4 separate regions of the Mus musculus genome follow, and regions 2, 3 and 4 are each linked to region 1. A link is a contact called in public HiChIP or PLAC-seq and promoter capture Hi-C data. All regions are on one chromosome and are shown on one strand. The core of a region is the stretch at or near the end of the contact, and the rest is flanking DNA. Distances in the headings are between cores, read along the strand shown.

Evidence for each region. Promoter capture Hi-C pulls out the DNA fragments that hold promoters and counts their contacts. HiChIP or PLAC-seq counts read pairs in DNA pulled down with a chosen protein or histone mark.
Region 2: an H3K27ac HiChIP or PLAC-seq map of microglia shows a contact between it and region 1, with 10 times the contacts expected there. The contact joins the promoter of Kcnj2 here to the promoter of Map2k6 in region 1. A contact is called at or near these places in 9 of 39 promoter capture datasets (the C10 cell line, cranial neural crest, embryonic stem cells and 5 more), 3 of 484 Hi-C or Micro-C datasets (ECoMG myeloid progenitors, LSK cells and cerebral cortex), 10 of 115 datasets of contacts at active chromatin or transcription factors (the SCID.adh cell line, astrocytes, bone marrow-derived macrophages and 4 more) and 3 of 9 other capture datasets (adipose tissue, liver and macrophages).
Region 3: an Esrrb HiChIP or PLAC-seq map of embryonic stem cells shows a contact between it and region 1, with 45 times the contacts expected there. The contact joins the promoter of Amz2 here to the promoter of Map2k6 in region 1. A contact is called at or near these places in 1 of 39 promoter capture datasets (embryonic stem cells), 3 of 115 datasets of contacts at active chromatin or transcription factors (astrocytes, embryonic stem cells and pancreatic cancer cells) and 2 of 9 other capture datasets (adipose tissue and liver).
Region 4: a promoter capture Hi-C map of pre-B cells shows a contact between it and region 1, with 2.5 times the contacts expected there. The contact joins the promoter of Wipi1 here to the promoter of Map2k6 in region 1. A contact is called at or near these places in 3 of 39 promoter capture datasets (the 3T3-L1 cell line, the C10 cell line and pre-B cells) and 1 of 115 datasets of contacts at active chromatin or transcription factors (pancreatic cancer cells).

Annotation. Positions count from the first base shown.
Region 1 is chr11:110,397,235-110,400,358 of GRCm38.p6, reverse strand. It overlaps Map2k6 (mitogen-activated protein kinase kinase 6), which reads right to left and starts at 1,257. Exons shown (of 12, transcript NM_011943.3): 1 at 934-1,257. The coding sequence starts at 949.
Region 2 is chr11:111,064,565-111,067,690 of GRCm38.p6, reverse strand. It overlaps Kcnj2 (potassium inwardly-rectifying channel, subfamily J, member 2), which reads right to left and starts at 1,527. Exons shown (of 2, transcript NM_008425.4): 1 at 1,357-1,527.
Region 3 is chr11:109,424,588-109,427,336 of GRCm38.p6, reverse strand. Amz2 (archaelysin family metallopeptidase 2) reads right to left here and starts at 1,391. Exons shown (of 9, transcript NM_025275.4): 1 at 1,307-1,391; 2 at 762-851; 3 at 240-367. The coding sequence starts at 251.
Region 4 is chr11:109,609,696-109,612,719 of GRCm38.p6, reverse strand. It overlaps Wipi1 (WD repeat domain, phosphoinositide interacting 1), which reads left to right and starts at 1,331. Exons shown (of 13, transcript NM_145940.2): 1 at 1,331-1,487. The coding sequence starts at 1,408.

The sequences.
Region 1 (3,124 bases), core at 8-2,507:
AAAAAGAAGGCAACCATAGTCCTGAACTTCTGACCAAGTCTATGCAGTTACACACTTAGAAGATTTCACTGTAGTTGCCAATGAGACAGTAAAGTCTCAGGTTTGCTCTAATGCTCACAAACACGCTCACCCCCTGAAATCCTCCCCCACACACAAAAGCATCTTCCAAATGGCCAACACATTGAGGTCTTCCCCTCTGCAAGCAACTGATACAAAGTATAAAACCTCGGAAGAGCAAGACTTTTTTTTTTAAATAATAATAATAATACACTGCTCTCCAGACTTCACCTTTACTTCCCTTAAAAAATCAAAAGTTGCCTAATGTCCACAGCGAAATCAATAAAAATGTAAGCTGAATGCTGCCACCGCAGTGGTTCCTTCCCCCCAAAGAATAGAAGATCACAGAAATTTCCTGCTAGTTTAAAGCGAGGTTTGCCTTTCATCTTCACCTCTGAGACTTTTTGAAAGTTTGGATTCCTGTTGCACACAAAATTACTGTGAATATGCGTGCATACTAAAGAAATGTACTATTATATAAAGCATTGCACATTTGGACGCTACCAACCTGCTATATCTCTCCTGACCGTGCAAAAGGCAGAAAGGCTCGGTAATCCTAGCAGAAGAATGCAAATAATGTCAATGCACAGCTCAACTGCAAGCCCTGCCTTACAGGAACTCTCTGTGTCTGCAAAAAAAGAAAAAAGAAAAGAAAAGAAAGAAAAGAAAAGGAGAAGAAAAGGAAAAGAAAAGGAAAGAAAAGGAAAAGAAAGGAAGAAAGAAAGAAAAAGACACACACTAAACAGGAAATGCAACTGAGCTGTGGCAAACCTCAAACTTAAAAATGCAATCGCCGGGCGAAAATTGCATCCATGCATTCACGAATGCATGCATAAGCCTTTGCATTTTTTGCAACTAATGCAAACAGTCTCTTACCTTTCGACTGAGACATTTTCCCCTTTCCTTTGATGGGGGAGGGGAGCACAAAAGACTTTGCCTTGCTTCTCTTCTGTAGCTAGTTTTGCAACAAAGATGCAAGCTGCAGGCGTGCAATCTTCATGCAAGTGGAGTTTCTCTTGACCGATGCAGCAGATGGACTTTCAGGGAGTCAAGGTGGAATTGCACACCTTGCAAAACAGTCTAGAAAGTGATTTTTCCCCCAGTTGCAACGTTAGGGAAGGCTGTGCTGCAGCTACATGATGGGCCAGGGCTGGCAGCTAAAAGCTCCAAACTTGGAACTGAGTATCTTAGTGCGCAGACGTCCTTCCTGCGAAAGGCGCGAGGCCTGCTGGGTAGTGTAGTTCTCCTGTAGAGTCCACGCGTCTCTGATTTAAGGAAACGTGCTCCTGTAGGTGGCTGAGCTAGATGACTGACTAAGCGCGACAGAGATCTCAGATAAACATCGCACGTACACTCTTTAGTAAGGGAAGGGTGACAAACAGCGCGGTCCATGATAGGAGGCTTTTTCTGTTCTAGAAAAACCCCTGAATCAACAGCTTAGAGAGCACAGGGGTAGCGAAGACGCTTTTGGCACCCCTAGACTAAGGTCTAATTGGGGGTTCAATGTGGCTTTTTTTTTTTTAAACCGGCTCAGTATCTGTGAACTGCTCTGTCTGTAGACCGTTCACCCTGACATCTCATTTCACAACAAACATTTTTCTTGAATGGAGATTTTTGGGGTGATTTGACTCTTCAGACAAGATACAAAGTTTTTTTTTTTTTTTTTTTTTTTTTAATAAGAAGCGATCCAGGTCAGTTCTTTTCAAGAAAGCAGAATTTCAATGCTGGATAGGGATTAAGGAAGAGAGATTTACGAAGTTTCTCATTTCTTACACAGTTAGACAGGAAAATTTGTTTCATATATATCAAAGGCCAATTTTAATCAAAATTAAGGTATTTGATTTTTTTTTTTTCTTGCCTGAGGCAGGCGGGGATGAAGGAAAAAGTCCCTGGCCTTGAGAAGAAAGGGCGGCTGGTGGAGAACAGTAACCTTACGTGAATAAAGTCTACTATCTTGAATGTTTTTCAATACCATCAAGAGATGTTTGTTGGAAGTCCAGAGTTTGCTAGGCATCTTCCCAGGCTTTGGATTTTTCCTTTTTCCTGCAGTGCTTGAGCCTAGAGCTGGACTGTGTCTTGGTGGGGGAAAGCCTCCCGCTTCACTGGGCAGTTGGAGATGCAAACCTTCCCTGAAAGGGGTACAAATCGCAACACCCCCACCCTCACCTCCACCCCTTTCCCACCCACTTCATTTCGAGGCAGAGAGCTCGGGCTTGGCTTCCATTGCGCCTAGTAGAACACCTTCAGGAATGTTCTTTCAGAGCGAATAGGGAGGGAACGGTGGTTTCAGGCATCTGATCTATAGGCAAATCAGTGGGGGAGTAAGGGCCACCTGTCCATTCCTGGGACACTGAGAGTACCAGGTTGCCTTGTATACAAGCGTGGTGGTGGTCAGAATATACTGGGTGTGCGGGATTATTACAGGGCTTTAACAGCTTGGCCTTAACTCAGAAGCTCGAGGGTGGAGATAAATGGTTTTGAAACCGGGGAACTTAATCAAAGCATTGCTTTAAGAATGTAAATTTTCCCTTAGTGATCTAGGTGGGTTGGAACTGGGAGAGGCTAGAGATAGGTCAGGTCAATTGTGGAAAGCCACAAGAGCCACTTTGAGAGAAGATTCATGTGTGAGGGCTGCTAATGAAAATGTCTGGAATTGTATTAAGAATTCTAGGAAGCCAGGACCATCTGAGTAATGCCGGAATCAGAGAGAAAGCTACCATGTGTCCTCTCCTCCCCCCCCCCTCCGCCCCACCCTTGCCCCCTCCCCACCCCTGTCCCTGCAATGCTGGAGATTGAATCTAGGGCCTTAGGCATTCCAGGCTTGCAAGCTACCAATAAGCCACAGCCCTGGTTTGGTTTTTATTTTTTTATTTTTTCCTTTTGAGGCAGGATCTAGCTGAGTTACTCAGGTTGGCCTTTGAACCCAGTCTGTAACACAGACAGAGTCTGAATCTGTAATCCTCCTGCCTCTGCCCAATCCCACCACAAGTTAGCAAATCAGCTCTTAAAATAAAAATGCATTCAATTGGGGGAGGAAGGCATAAGTTACACCCTCTGACCTTTACTG
Region 2 (3,126 bases), core at 278-2,777, 670 kb before region 1:
AGTTTCTACAAGGAGTGTCTGAAAGGGGCTGACTGCTTTGTTTGTGTTTGCTTGTTTGTTTGTTTAAGTAATTTCACAAAAATGCAAAACAAGATCCTTTACAGCTGTCAATCATGTAACAAAATAAATACCACAATATGAAGTGAGAGGCACAAAACAAATTGAGATGACCTTGACCCTGACTGTCACTGTTCCCACCATACTTGAAGTAACCTATTTTTCTCCTGAGCGTTGGGAAGTGAGTGTGTGTGTGTGTGTGTGTGTGTGTACTCAACTATGTAATGAAAATAAAAATAAAACCCTTAGATGTGGGTAAGAAGAGAAAGACAAGTGTAATGGTAGCTCACAGTGCACCTACAGAGCTGGTTTCCAAGAGGAAATACGACTGCCTATTAATTATTAATAGGAAAAGACAACAAATGATTAAAGGAGATATATTAATTCTCTTCTGTGCTTAACCAAAACAGGTTTTCAAGCAATGCCTTTATTTACTGCCAGGTATCTTCGGAGTTTGTGAAAATCTCTAGAATGGATAACCTCATCCAAATCTCCACTGACAGACTGAAGCAGACGGACGTGCGACTACCCATTTCCTAACTTGGTTTTTCCCTCAACTGTCATAGGAGTACTAGTTATGATGCAGTCGTTTTCCTCCCTGAATCAAGTTGCTTCGATCATTGCTTCCCTTAAACCACACTGTCTTCAAATGAGGAATTTACACCATTATTACTAAGAATAGCAAAGTACTTAGGGGAGACCGACATCGGATGGGAAAGTTTTGCGGTCTTGAAGCTAAAATCCAACTCTGGCTGCTACTTTTTTCCTTTTTTTCTCAGCAAAGGAACTTTGAGACTTGAGAAGCTCACTCTGGAATTTTGTGCTGTATCTGTAGCAAGGACTCCCCCTCCCCAAACACCAAGGATCTAGATTAAGTGCTAAGTCTCTTGGTCCGATCAAGCCCCAGTCTCCTTCTCTTCCTCCCTCTCACCCGCAATAAGAGGAAGAATCCACGCCAGGCTCGCGCTTGACTCTAAACCCAATATCTCCCTACAGCTGGTGCATTGGAAGTTATGAGCACAAACAGATGCTGCAGAGAAATCTGTTTCTATTGCTCAACTCTTCCAAGCGTGTCTCAGTATTTTTAGCTCTGAGGATGTTCTGGTGCGCACACAAACTATATAGGCAATGAGCCGGGACTCCAAAGCTTGCGGGAGGAAAGCATTAACAGCAGCCTGACAACTGGGCACCTCCGGAGCAGCCGGAGCTGTAGGGTAGAGGACTGTGGAGCAAGTTCATTGCCCTGGACACACACAGACAACCCAGAAGAGAACAGGAAGAAAACACAGAAGCCCTTACCTGTTGCTGGTACAGGATCATGGGGACATGGAGTGGAAGTGGGGATTACAGAAGCATGTAAGATCCAGTGGTTTTTGTGAAAGAGAATGAGCCGAAGCAAGTGAGAATTCCCAAGACACTGCTTGCCGGTGCTGGGAAGGCTGCGCGCTGGCCAGGGCTCCAGTGCGCTCTGCGATAGCCTGGAGGCGGTCCTTGTGATAACCGGCCTTGTTGGCTCCGCCCTCTGCCCACTGTTGGCCAATCGGAGCGCACGTGGCTGCGCTTCCCCCGCCCCGGGAACCGCCATCAGGAGGAGGAGGAGGAGGATCTCTACACCCGCGGACCCTGGCTCTGCCAGCCTCGGAACCTGCTGTGGCTTCCTCTACCTCCTCCAGCTGCCTAGCCTGGTCTGAGAGTCCAGCTCTGGGCTGAGGAGGAGGAAGTCGCGGCCCAGAGGGTACAGCAACAGGTGGGAAGCTCAGCCTCCATGCGGCTGCCTAATTGCAGCCTGGCCTTGGGCAAAGCTTCCTACTGGGTTCTGTGAGACCCACACTTCCCGGTTTCTTTCCACAGTGGAGGCCGGCTGTACGTGTTCCTGTATAAGGGCCCGAGAGGTGTCAGTGCCTGGGAAAGACGTCTACAGCAGGGAGGGAATAAATAACCACTGGGGTGCGTCTCCCTCCAGCCCTTTTCCAGCCTGTAGACTGTGGAAACCCACAGAGCACTCAACTGCAGCTTGCGGATAATCCTTAAATTAAACCTGGAAAGGGTCCCGGGACCCGCACTCAATACCCTGCAAAATTTAGATGTGCTAGCGATTGCTTGTCTGACTGGGCCGTTTCTCCTCGCAAATGATGGTGAATTACTTACAAAAAAAAAAAAAAGAAAAAAAATGCGCCTAGACTTCTCTGGGATGTGTGGGGGAAGGGAGGGAGCCGCTGGTTCCTTTCGCCTTGTCCGCCCTCGCCCTCGATCTTTCTCTCCACCACCGCCCGGCAAGCTCTGCTCATGTAAAACCAGAACAATTAGAGAGTAATGAATTCTCTGGAACAGCAACTCCTACAGACTCTCAGCTCTGCCCTCGCTCCAGCGCCTCCCCGTCCTCCTTCCCAGCAACCAGGCAAGAGTACTGCAGACCTTCAAAAACCAGCCTCGGTTAGCACCTGCATCCTGACAATTTATAAATGAATTCTCCACTGAGTGTGTAAAGCAGGTGCATGTTATCTCTGAGTACATTGGTATCGTAGCGAAGCTTTGCTTTTAAAATGACATGATGCGTTTAGGAGTCTTTTATCTTCCACGGAGTTTTGCAGTCCGGTTTAATGAATATGCTTCAAGCACCCCAAAGCATCTGCCTACCTTTAACTTAAGCCCGTAAAGACTGCCTTGAGTCACCAAACAACCTCTACAAAATATTTCGCGTTCTAGGTGGTAGGAGCAGGGCACACTTTTATGTGTACGAGTGTTGAAAGGAGCCGTTCTGAGCTGCTGAGTGGATACCCACCTCCTAGTCCCACATCCGCACTTGGCCCCTAGGAGGTGCTGGTGAAATGTGCATAGATTTTCATTTTACCTTAAGAAGCCTGCCTCTTTTCCTAGCATGAGCAATACACTTAAGAGGGTGCAGAATGGATCATGAAAGCCCTGGGACTCTTTTGATATCCAAATGGCATTTCATTTGCTGAGGCTGAATCCCCATCAAGCCCCAATACTGAGGGTTGCCATTTAAGCCCTTGTATAATGGGATATTTTTTCCCACAAGGAAAGTCTTCTTTATCATATATTAAGTCA
Region 3 (2,749 bases), core at 142-2,641, 970 kb after region 1:
TGCTGGGATTAAACGTGTGCACCACCACTGCCTGGCTAGCGGTGACTCTTAAATCCTACTGATGCCCAACGTCCTCTGTCATTTGAAAACAATCATAATATTTTGAGCTGACTCACTTTGTCCACAGGATCAACGGCATCCCTTCCAGTGTCACTCAAAGATATTCAATAAGGAAAAGAGTAATGGTTCTGTTATTTAACTGCAGGTTGGCAAGATCCATCTCAGCCCCTTACGCTTACCTTGTCAGCCATAAGACACGGGGGTAGATCTAAGATGACCAATGAGACGCCATACTCATGGTGACAGGACTTTCCCCATTCCTATCAAGTCCCTACGTGGCACGTTCATCCTTCATACCAAGCAGACGCTTTTTGAGTGAGAAAAGAAAAAAAAGATGAATGTTTCTGTCCATTTAGTTTGTGTTTTCTAATTGAGGGCCTTTTCCATTTTTGTTTGTTTGGTTGGTTGGCTGGTTTTTTGTTCTGCTTTGTTTTGGGGGTGGGTTGGGGGGTGGGACAGGGTTTCTCTGTATTTCTCAGTTTATTAACGACTGATTTTGAAATTTAAGCTAACTGCTGTGCTCAGTGAACTTCTGAATTCTGGAGCTCAAGAGGGTGACACTGACTAGAAAGGATCCTAGAGACTACGCTGAGTGTAGCTCATCTCGGTACTGCACATCTGGGCTGAGATTTTATTTTTACAGGATGAAATTTAAAAAGAAAAAAAAAATAAATCACCATGGCCCCATTCAGTCTACCTACCTTTATAAAGGAGAAATCTCCAGCTGCTGTTTTTCCATTTATGTTTTTCTAAGGACAATGCATGTCTGGCAAAGGGGTGTGGCCTTCACCCTAATAAAAGAGACAGAGTGGAAAGTCAGAAGGCCTCCACATCCTAGTCCAACGTGGATGGTGTCGCTGAAGAAGTGTGCAGGGAGCCATCGTACAGTCACTGCAGGGACCGGGGGCCTAAGATGCTTCGGTTCTATAACCGGAACATCTCCCGCCAAGTGGGTCTCGCCAGACGTGCTAGCTGGTTGCCCATAGCAACTTGCACGGCCGGTGCAGACGCCACCCAGTCTCTGCTTGAGTCAAAAGTGGGGGGCCTCCCCGGAACTCAGAGTTCGCGTCTTCTACCCAGGGAGCAACCGGAAAGGCCCGCGTTGTTCCCAAGAGACATCCTGCCCCCGAGGTCCCCTCTGCTTCCGCCGCAGCCATCCCTCCCACCACATCCGCTCCTCCCCAACGATCAACACCTTCCTCCTCCTCCCCTGCCCAGCCCTGACGGTTCCTCATACCACCCTCACCCGGACAGGCCTCTAGGCCGCCCTCAAGCTGCCACGGTGGTCCTAGCACGCATGCGCCTCGCGCGGACGCACCTCACCCTTTCACGCATGCCCCGCCCACACCGCCCACTAGCAAGACCCGTCTTCCCGCCCCTCAATCGTCGCCCCGCCTCCTATCTGCGCTCTTCCCTCCTAAGGCTCCTCCTCCAAACACTGAGCCCGCCCCACTCCTCCAGAAAGGCCCCGCCCATGTGCTGTAACCCCGCCCCGAAGGCGTGACCTCTGTCCATTTCACAACACTCACGCTGTGTGTGGTTGACTAAAGTAGTAAGGGGGCGATGTAGTGTCGGACAGTCCCCAGTCGTCGCTGTTTCGCGTCGGCCCTCACGGGGGCGCCGCGACCCGCTCCTCGCGGGCGGTGCAGGGTCACGGAACCACCTGCCGTGGGCTGAGCCTGAGTAATTTAACCACTGGGTCCAAATAAGTCAGCCGTGTCCGCGGCTTGACACATCACCCGCTTGGACTTTCCCTTCTTAGTCGGTTTGCCCGACTGTCGCGGCCTCACCGCTGTCAGGAAGCAGGGCTGCATCCTAGGGCGTGGGGCATAGGGTTGCCTTTGGTACTTGGGGAACTAAGAGCTTAGAGCTCGGACCCCCAGGAGACTCTGGAAGGGGAAACCCCAGGGCCAGATCTCCTGATCCCCGCCCCCAGCATATACCTATTCAATCCTTTTGCATCTCTGGGCGCTTCTGGCCCCAGGAAGGTCAAACAAGGGGATGATGCCACTATTTTATCAACATCCTCTCATCCTTGGAAGTTAAAGACTGCATACCCCACATGTCTGTACCCTTCTTCCTACCCAACCCCCAAACTTTTTGCTCTCTTCTTGCCTTGTGCACACTGCTCTAATTATCCTTGCCCAGTTATTATAACAAGGCTCATATATGTTGTCCTTACTGCCCTTACCAAGTTGACAAAAGTGGCTTATTTGGGGAGGGTCTCCTGTCAAGGCTGGCCTTGAACTCACTATGTAGCAGAGAATGTTCCTGTGTCTGACTTCTGAGCACTGTATACACACATACAGAGAGAGACACATACATGTATATTCTTTCAAATTTTCATACTTCGGTTATATTTCCCCAGGACCCCCTCTGATCCTCTTTCTCCTCCCATGAGGTCACTCCCCAACAACCTGACCATTTTTTTCTCCCGGGACATTTTTAATCAGCTGTAGACATGATGCCCCTTTAGTGTAAATACTCCAGAGCATGCTTCTAAACAAGCAATTTTTTCTAAGTAGTCACAGGACACCTACACTGGGAATTCCTACCAATCACTCTGATTGCAGTCTAACACCACAAGGTTCCTGCTTTCCATTTTTCTGTGTGCACTCCCTTCCATACTAATGAAAAGTCTGTCTCCCACTATTCATAATTTACTTCTGCATTTAACTGCTCTGTGGTA
Region 4 (3,024 bases), core at 82-2,581, 790 kb after region 1:
GAATTGCCACAATCTACAGAACTGTGACACCATTATCATCATAGTAATAATAATGGCGATGATGAAGATTTCAGAGGCTGTAGAGATGGCTCAGCAGTGTTTTTACTGATGAGCGGAATTCTGTTCCCCAGAACCCACACCAGGCACCTCACAACCAATTGTATACAAGCTTGGGAAGCAAATCTCCAGTTTGCTTCAGAATGCATCTCAAACGACATGAGCTTCAAGCTGTACTGTCTTGTACAGTATTCTAGTTTCTCTCCTTTCTATACAAATCGAATGTCTGGTCAAATACTGCTGAGCAAAGTTGTATGATAACAAGTCCTGAAAGAAGACCCTTTCACATGCCGCTGTGTATTGTTGGTTTTAGATAATATAGTCTAGCCAGTGCTTTAACCGGGTTTTCAGTAAATCGGGTAGGAACATACCAAGGTAATATTGTTAATGTAAGGGTCGGGGTTAGCAAGAGCTCTTTCTCAACTGTGGGGCTGTATGTGGCTTCTTAATCGGCTGGGGATCTTTTTCCGAGAAGCTTAAGGGCTCTCCAAAACGGCTGGACTTTGATGTCTACTGATTTCAACTACAACTGCTGTAAGCTTAGCGGGCGGGCAAGGAAGCAGGCGTCCGCCCGCCTCCTTGGCGTTGTCTCCGACGCTAAGGCAGGCTTGAAGCCTGAAGCTCCACTCCTCCTCCTCACCCTCTGGACGCTCTGGCAATGAAAACACCACCACGTGGCCTGCTGCCTTTGCCTCGCGCACCTTCGGCCAATGGCAAACGGTTTCTCCGACTAGGGGGCGGGTCGTCAACAGCTGTCCCGCCCACTAGCCCTATTGATTGACTAAAAGAGTTGGTGGCCAATCCTGGCTGTCTGCGGAAGGCTCTGTTCGGTCAGCAGTTCTGTTCCCAGTGATAAAGAGGCGGGGTGGGGACAGAGACGGCCTGGAGAGGGGGCGGGGCTACCAAGCTAGGTAGAAGGAGGCTCGGGGCGGGGCCTGGTTGGCTCAGGGCGGAGCTAGGGCTGTGAGGGGGTGGGGCTAGGTGCCCGAAGTGGAGAGGGCGAGGCTAAGTGGGAAATGTGTAGGGCGGGTCCTGAAGGTCCCAGGCAGGGCTAGAGCCGAGAGGGGCGGTACTTGAGGCAGGGGCGTGGCCTGGCTGTTTTAGGACCCAGCCGATTCTCTGAAGGAGGGGCGGGGGTTTGGAGTGGGGCGGAGCTAAATGGGAATCGTGTAAGGGCGGGGTCTTACGATGGAGGGGCGGAGCTAAGTGGTATCTGAGTGGGCGGGGTCTGTCTGGAGGCGAGCCCGGGGCGGGACCGACGCGGCAAGCCGGCCCACGGAGCCGGCGCGGGCGGGCTGCTGAGGTGGCTGTCCCCCGCTCAGAGCTGCGGCTTCTCGGGTCGAGCCCCCGATGGAGGCCGAAGCCGCAGATGCCCCTCCGGGCCGAGTGGAGGCGGCGCTCAGCTGCTTCTCTTTCAACCAAGACTGCACGTAAGCCACGGCGCCAGCCCCCTGGCCAGGGAAGTGGGGGACAGAATGTCGCCACCAAAGGGTGTTGTCCTGTAACGCAACTGGTGGCTAGCCGGGGCCTGCGCGCCGATGGTACCTCGGCAGGGCAGCCTGTGTCGCGGCGTTGCTCGGCTGTAGGGGTTTGAGCCCACCCAGACGACTGCCAGCCAGCGCCTGCCAGAAAGAGCCGGCTAGGGTGACCCAAACAAGTCAGCAAGGAGGGCGGAGGGGGGACCTTGAATGTGGGGGAGGGACTTGGTGTGGGCCACCTAGTGACCGAAAGGGAGATCAGGGACCAAAACAAAGGTGAGGGAAGGGAGGAATGTGCAACTTGACTCAAGAGGGAGGATGCAGAGAGTCGGAAAGATGAAGAAAAACTTTACCATTTGTCCTTGAGTATCTCAACGTGGCATTTGGGCAGGGCCTCGGACAAACAGTCAGTCTATCCCTGTGGCCCGACCAGCCCCAGCACTGGGCATCTTGGCTGGTCTCTTTGGCCGTAGGAAGCTTTTCTTTATTTGCCTTTCTGTGTTTACTCGCTGTCCACCCAGTCCCAGGAATCTCCTGGAAGCTCAGGAGCCCTTTCTCTGCCCCAGACAGCTTCCCATCCCTGAAGCAGGCGCTCCACCCTGTTGCTTTTAAGTGGCTTTTTAATGTTTCACTATGATGGTCAACGTTTAGACTTTGGTCCATAAACAAGGGATTGCTTGCCTGAGTTCTAGGCATCTGCAGGATTGAATCTTAAGACACAAGCTACTGTTTTCTTCCCTGTTTTTGTGCAAGCCAGCCTGGGGACCATATGGATTAATCTCTTTGGAATGTGGAGCCCTGAAGCATCAGGGCAGGGATGACCACTTCCCAGTGTCCCACTTCCGGCTGTACCAGTTTCTGCTCTGTTCCTGGTTTGGGCTCAGCTTCAGGCTTGTGCCTTGGCTGCTGCTAGCTGAACTGTGCTAATATTGAACATTCATTCGTTGGTGTAATTAAGGCCATAAGCAGCCCTGGTTTTCATTCCCTTTGTGTTTCTGTTTGAAAAACCCCTGCTCTGAACAATATGTCTTTGTTTGAAAAATCTGTGTGTGTAATCATATAATCCAGTAATTCGACAGCTTGGCTACATGAGTGACTCTCAGGCTGCCTCTGACCACAACCCACAATAAAAAAGTACATCTTACAACATCTCCCCATAGCCATAGATATGTAATATGCACAAACTATTAAGTGGGGTACCTTGTGGCATTTTCTTGGGATTTTGTTCTTGCTTGGTTTTAACGTTGTCTCATGTAATCCGGACAGCCTCAAGTTCCCTAGTAGAGGAGGATGAATGTCAAAGTTTCATCCTCCTGGCTCACGTTCTGGAATACTGACATTACAAGAAGTACCATCACACTCTGTTTGTATAGTGCTGATGATGGAACTCAGGGTACCCTATACATGCCAGACAAGTCCAGCCCCATTTCCTTGTGTGATAGGGTGAGCAGGGCAGGGGTAGGGAGCCTGCAGGGTACTGAGCCTAAGA